Linked DNA regions of Columba livia: region 1 is linked to region 2. Evidence: chromatin contacts called from public Hi-C data. All regions are on one chromosome and are shown on one strand. Each heading gives the region's core, a stretch centred on a gene start, on an enhancer-like site or on the middle of the called end of the contact. The rest is flanking DNA. Distances are from core to core; before and after follow the strand shown.

Region 1 (3,512 bases), core at 83-2,582, 400 kb before region 2:
GTGCATGGTCAAGCTGCCATTACTATTGCCACTGGACAGGGATATGTTGTAGATATATTTGGAAAGCCACATTCCCGACTTAAACTTTATAAAATTATTGCCTTGGTTAAAAGACATATATTTTCCTGAATCCCAGTACAATACCTTCGCCAAGACTTCTCCCAACCTCCAAATGTCCTGAATTCAGAGGATTTTCTGAAAGCAATGTGGCTTATTGGCTTAGGACAGTTTAGATCTATTAAGCACTATTCCAAACACTTTTTTTCAATCTTCCTTCAAATTCACATGAAATTCAGCACCTACAGTATCCTTTGGCAAGAAGATCCATAGAGCTACCCCCACACTTCAAGGAAACAAACCCTTCTGCGTATTCTGAGCCAGGTTCCTTCATCTGATGCCCTCTTCCAAGTTCTTCTATTGGAAGATGGACAGGCAGTCCCTAGTCACACTCCCTGTGTCATTCACTCTACCAAATCTGCCCACACCTTACCCATTTCTAACCAGGTAAAACAATCCTAGTCTATTTGAACCATTCTTTGTATAGAAGTTATTCCATATTTCTTACTTGTTTCTTGGGCTACCTGCTCCACTGCATGCAGTGCAGCTTAAAAATGTAACATATAGGAAATTAAACCATACTGCAGTAATTACTCTAAAAGAAACCCTGTTTATTTCAGTGTCCTTCCTTGAAAGTAACTTTCAATAAGCAACTGCACTTTTCCTCCACTACCCTAAAGAAATTAAATCAAAAACAAATATAAATATATACTTGGGTTTCTCCCCTGAAAAATTGAGGAAAATATCCAGCCTTCGAGTCAACCTTTGTTGTTTCACCTTGCCCTTGTACCTAATGAGAAATCCTGAGATAGCAGAAATCCACGCACCAAACAATTTCCTTGGTTAGTTCACAAGTAGAAAGTTTGTCAGGACTAAATTGATACATTCCATCCTTATGCTTACGGCATAATATAATTTAGGGAGCCATTGTACTTCTGCGGGACAAACGTTTGTGAGAGACCTCTTGCTGAAATTTGGGGAGGGCTGTTATTACTTTGCCCTGTTTGATAAAGTGCGTGTGACAGAGAGCATGAGGAAATGGTGTCAGTGCCATTCCCCATACAACAACAACAACAACAACAACAACAATAATAATAATAATAATAATAATAATAAAGGTGCCCAATGCTAAATGAGGGGAACAAACAGTCTGATTTATCTCTTTTTTTCTTAATGAATTTCAGTATTTTCATGGGAATTAAAAAAAAAAAAAAACACAGATTCCCAGAGGAAGCTAATTAAATATTCTCTCCACCTCCCTCTCCTTATTCATTCCCTCCGTCTCTTTCAGTCGGCAGGGACCCATGGTGACCATGGTGGAAGAAAAGCATCCGCTCTAGCAGCCGCGCCTCGCCATAGCAACCGGGGCGTCAGCGCCGGCAGCCAAATCCCGCGGCAGACCGAGGGGCGGCCCTGCCCCTCGGGGCTGCCCTCCCCTGCCCCCGGGGACTTGCGAAGGGCCGAGCCGGGGGGAGCCCCGCCGCGGTTTTGGGGGGGCAGCCTGGTGCCCGTCCCGTCGGGGCTCAAGGGACGGGCGGGGGCCGCGCCGCTGTCCGTGGTGCTGACGGGCCCCGCACCGCCCAGCCCCGACGGGGCGGGGAAGGGACATCCCGCAGGGTGCGGGGAGGTGAAAGAATGCGGGAGAAAGGAAGGCCCGAGGCGGCGGGGTCCTGAGGAGGGGACAGCCACATGATCTGCATCCCACATGACACAGAAAGAAACTGATGGCAGCAGCCAGCCCTGCGAAACGTCATTTTTTTTTCCTCTGTCAAAGAAGGGGGGTAGAATGATCACTCCTCTTCAACCAGATTTGCAAATATCCGGGCAGAGGCAGCTACTGATGTGAATATACTCCGTGGATTCCAGTATGACTGACACCTTCCCAGGGGTGCCTTCACTTGGGATTACAAACAGAGAAAGGATGAAACCAGCGCCTCTGGGATTAAGCTTTGGAGCAGGTATGTGGATGGCTAAGTGCTGTGCTGAACCGTACTGTGGCTAAAGGGATAATTCTCTTTGCAGAGACAAGCAAGGTGATCTTTTCCAGTAATTTGTCTTCTGTGTATTTCTTTACGTGCTTTTAAAATCCTTGGGGTTTAGCAAGGAGGGTTCATTCCTCAGGAGCAAATGCTCTGTGGGGCTTGAATTTTAAGATGAACTTGCTGAAAGCAGAGAGGTGTGTAGTATTACTACAGAATAAGAATCTATATTTTCTGCACAAATCTACATTCTAAATATCTATATTAATTATTTTTCAATTATGCCACTTACATGTCTTAATACAATCACCCAACATGATCAGTTTGATGAAAGCAGAAAATTACATTTACTGAGATGGAGCAGACCCATTTGCCCATCTGTTTTTGGTTTTGTTTTTTCTCTATAGGTAAATTCAAACAGCTTCTTTCTTCCTCATGTTATTGCACTAAAACATTTGCTTTTGTATTTTTCAGTCATTAATTTGAAATCAGCCTTTCTGAAAGCATTGTCTCCCTTTTTTCTGCATTGATGCCTGGATGCAGCTACTTAGGGAAACACCACAAGCATAGTAATCTTTGCTTATCTGTAGCCAGCAGAGGCAAGACAGCTATTCTGCTTTTGCTAATTCACGCGCATACTCTCTAAGAATGCATAGCAGTATTTTTCATTTGTCCAGCTGGCTTCCAGCATGTCAAACAGTACATTAGCTCCACAGAGTAATGAAGAAGTAACACTGCATTCTGCTTTCAAAAGGCCATTTGTGTGTGTGAGGCAGGGTCCATAGCCAGTTCTTTCTGGCAAGGATTTTCAAATGTGGTTCTTGAAGACTGGTTGTTAAAGGCACTATTAATCACTTAAACAACTCATTTGATTTGCAGAAAAATTGGATGCCAACCCAGAGGCATCCTTAAAAACTAATCCTTATTTGGGTGTCTAAATATGGATTTTTGGAAGCTTGATCTGTGCATTTATTTTAAACATCCTGGTCTCAGATGAGTCAGTAAGGGGAGGAATTTCCATACCTTTGACACGTTTGGAAAGCTCAGCTCCTTAGCTTAAAGTAAGAGCTTGCAGACTCTTAGTCCCTTGCAGTTCTCCTGTGAAGACTCTGTTTACAAAACTGTGCAGTGCGATTCCCCAATCTGGGTCACACCATATTATCTCCATCTGCATGATCTTTGGCAGCCCCACCAGCCATCCTCCCTGAGGTGTTTAACAGTTTATAGAGCAATTTCAATCAGACATTGTAGAATAATCCCCTAATACCCTCAGGCAGATTCTTCTCCCCCTCCCCACCACAAACACTGTTCTTCCAGCACCAAAACATGATGCAGCGCTTGTGTGTTTGGGATTTCTCCATTCCAGCAGCTTCCATCATTCCCTAGACTTTATCTCTGACAGACAGCCAACAGAGCTCTTGCAGCTGGCACCCTGTCCAAGAAGACATCTCCAGTTCAGGGGTTATCAGTAGACCA
Region 2 (3,390 bases), core at 83-2,582:
TTGAGTCAGTCATTCTCATAAAACCCTTAATGGATAGGTGTTGTCTGTGCAAGAGAGGCTGAACTGTTTTAAACTGTACAGATGCTGTAGAAAACTGGATTTACAGACAAGCCCACCAGGAAGGACCTCTCCATGTGGTACCACAATACAGTTGCCTCTAGGATGGAAAGCAATAATTTGCAAACTGAAGGATTATGCGCCCCTTATTTAATCTTAACTAAATAGGATAGAACATAATTAGCGAAGGCAGGGTTACACTAGAATGCTGAGGAAAACATCCCTAGTGGCAACAGATTTTTCATGAGCACTGTTGTGCAACAAATTCAACACATGCTATATAAAAAGGTTATGCTGATGCATGTCTTTCAGAAGAAAAGGTGTCTGCTAGTCTGCAGCTGTCCAGAAGTATTTCCCATATTCAAAGCTGAGAGGCTGCCAAAGACTCAGTGTCTAGAAGAAAAGTGATGCACCGCTTGGCTTTTAGCACCAGCAGAAATTATAAGGAATGTATTTATGGTCTCCAGTACACTGAATTGGCTGCCACTGTGCAGCAAAGATCTGGGAGCAAAAAGGGAAGAACTGGTTACTGATGATTTTGGGAGAGCATGTCACCTGCTGAATCACCTCCACCATTTATTGCTTAGGTTAGAGTTTCTTTCGGTGGTAAATGAAGGAATTTTACCAGCATGAGGTGACCGCCTAACTTGGACTGGGTGGATCTGTAAGAACCAGGTGGTAAGGATGGAAGTCTACATGAATTCACTGGGGTAGTCCCAAATTTTAAATTCAGCCCTCCATGACTAACTGTAGGGTGGTTAGCAGATGCTCTCTTCAGCTAGATGTGTCAATCTCTTCTTTCAAAAGCATACAGCCAACAGTGGCAAAGCTTGTATGGTAGCTCCCAAAATCCCGGGGCAGTTCCCTCCTTTTTTGACAACACAGCTAAACCTGAAAGTGCCTTGCTTGGTTTATAAATTGCCTATGATAAATATAGCTGCTTAATCCATATACAAATAAAATTCAGAGATTCTCATGCTGGATTATAGACAGCGAAACATTATAAAAGAGAAACCAAGTTCAGAAAAGAAAAGGAGTTTTTATTACCTTCCAGGTCTATTGCACCAGCAACCCTGGGTGATCACAGATCTCAGTTCTTTCTCCTTCTCTTCCAGTAGCTGAGCTTGTTTTGCTAGAGCTGGCCTTGCAAGGACAGTTCTTCCCTTCAGAAACCTCAAGTTCACTTATTTTCTTTAATATTTTCAGTCTTTCATCAAAACACGTGTTCGTGAGCTTTCACTAGGAAGGGCTACTTCCTTATGAGAACAATGTTCAAACATATCAGCTCGCTTATGAAAAGCAGAAAGGGTAGGGCCAGTTCCTCCCGCACGTGACTTCTCAGAAGTGCACTAGGCAAGCGGAAAAAAGTCCTTAGCTCTTCTTGCTAAGTGCTTTTTCTCTTTTTTCCTTCCAAACTCTTTTTTCTTTCTCCATGGTACAGGTTAAATCAAAGAATCATTTTGATACAGGAAGGTTTTCTTTTAAGTGTTTTGAAAACAGTTACACCTCTTCTTCTATAATCAATCATACATTAATCCATGTTTTTTCATGTGTCATTGCGTTATTGTTTTTAAAATCATGTTAAACGTTAATTAGATAAGATCAGTAAGATACTTGCAACAGTGACATGGTATTGCTCTTGTAACTCATGGAACCGAAATTGTGATTTCGTTACCATATAACTAACCCCAAGTTAGTCAAGTCAGAAGCACACACCCATTTTAAGAGGGATTTTCACCATGCCAGTGATCTTCCATTCTCAAAATAAGCCTGTAGACGAAGTGATGAGCTAGGAGGGGCCTCAGGCCCAAGAAAGAGCCAAAAGAGGGTGAACGTTTACATTCATCTGTGGCAGAGTTTTAGCAGACACACAGTGGTTTCTGACTCGGGGGAGATCCCTTCTCAGGCACAAAAGCACTTGAGGCTGTGCCTTCATCTGAGACCACTGTATGGAAAAGGTCTGTCTGGTGCCTTTCCTGCAAAGCAAGGAATTTACTAGCAGAAACAGAAATGTAAGCAGAGCCAACTCTTGCCTTTCCAGGGAATAGCAGCTTTGAGATCACGTATACGTTGCAGGCTTATAGAAGCTTTTTGTTCGTGTTCACTGAAGCTTTCTGTTTCCTTCCTGCTTTCCTAGGGCCAGCTGACCTGAGAGCAATAATAGCAGATGGAAAGCCTGTGTGTTACGGATTATTAACGATTTGTCAATTCCCCGGACTGCAAAAACTTCAGTTTTCGTTTTCTTTTCAAACATACGCCATACCCCAATGCAGAATATACTTTCTCCAACACCAAGAGGGAAAAAAAAAAAGCACAGTGTTTGAGGCCCAGAAAAGGGAAGGTTAGCTTGCTGGAAGCATGAAAAGAGACCTAAACAACCACCCCTTTAAAAGTGCAAATTTGTATTTTATAGCGCCAGTAAGAAAGTGAGAGGACTGACAAAAACAAACTAATATAGATTCTGCTCTATTTTTTCTATTCTATTACTATAGAAATTGTTAGGTTGTTGTTCTGTGTTATATTATGACAAAACAGGCAAAAAATGGCTGTTTTCTGCTCTGCACTCATGTTGACCTTATCACAAGAGCTGGATGTACAGCCCTCCATAACTTTTGAAATACAATGGCAATGCCAAGCTTTGATTTGATTTGATTTGGCTGAGGCAGCGTCGCTACCCATGGAGCAATGACCTCTTCCCAACACGCAGCTGCTCATCCAGCCCATCACTTCCATCACTTTCTGCTGTTTTCCACCTCAAACCCAGAATATCCCAGTACCCTTGAGACTGACCATTCTGGCCATCATTTTAAACTGCTGAGAAATCAAAATACCTGGATTATTTTAAATGCCTGGTGGTATTTAGGAAAGCGTGTGGCAGTTTGTGTTTGCAAATCATCAGCCCTGGCTGCACGCTGGAAAAGCTGTAGCCACTTTTCTGCCTTGGCTGGAGCTCTGGGTTCCTAAAATCTCTGGGTGGAGGGACCTGACTTTGTGCATTATAGAGCAATATTAGGAACAGGGATATTTCTAAGCATGTTACAGCTAGCCTGGGCAGATGTGGGTGTAAGGGAAAGGTGGCTCTGACCAGGACATCTTTTTTCATTTTGGCAGTTGGTTTTTCAAACAAACAGAACTGGAAACAGCCCAAGAGGTGGCAAGATGGATGTAAAAGGGAAACTCTGATAGATAAAATACAATATATTTTTAATGGGTTTTAATTATTTTTGCTTCATTGTTCTTCTTTGGTTTCCTCCCACTGTTTTGCCTGCCGAGGAAAATATATTTTAATAGTCTTTCCTGAAAGTGGATAAAAGAGCAAACTTTCTGAATAAT

The links. A called contact is a pair of places that touch in the nucleus more often than the background predicts.
Region 1: a Hi-C map of crop shows a contact between it and region 2, with 4 times the contacts expected there. The contact joins the promoter of GPR19 here to the promoter of BCL2L14 in region 2. A contact is called at or near these places in 2 of 2 Hi-C or Micro-C datasets (crop and liver).

What each region holds. Positions count from the first base shown.
Region 1 is chr1:141,059,717-141,063,228 of bColLiv1.pat.W.v2, reverse strand. It overlaps GPR19 (G protein-coupled receptor 19), which reads left to right and starts at 1,332. Exons shown (of 2, transcript XM_021298419.2): 1 at 1,332-2,015.
Region 2 is chr1:140,662,244-140,665,633 of bColLiv1.pat.W.v2, reverse strand. BCL2L14 (BCL2 like 14) reads right to left here and starts at 1,332. Exons shown (of 6, transcript XM_021298405.2): 1 at 1,105-1,332. It overlaps LOC110364704 (a long non-coding RNA gene), which reads left to right. Exons shown (of 4, transcript XR_010466810.1): 4 at 1-1,110.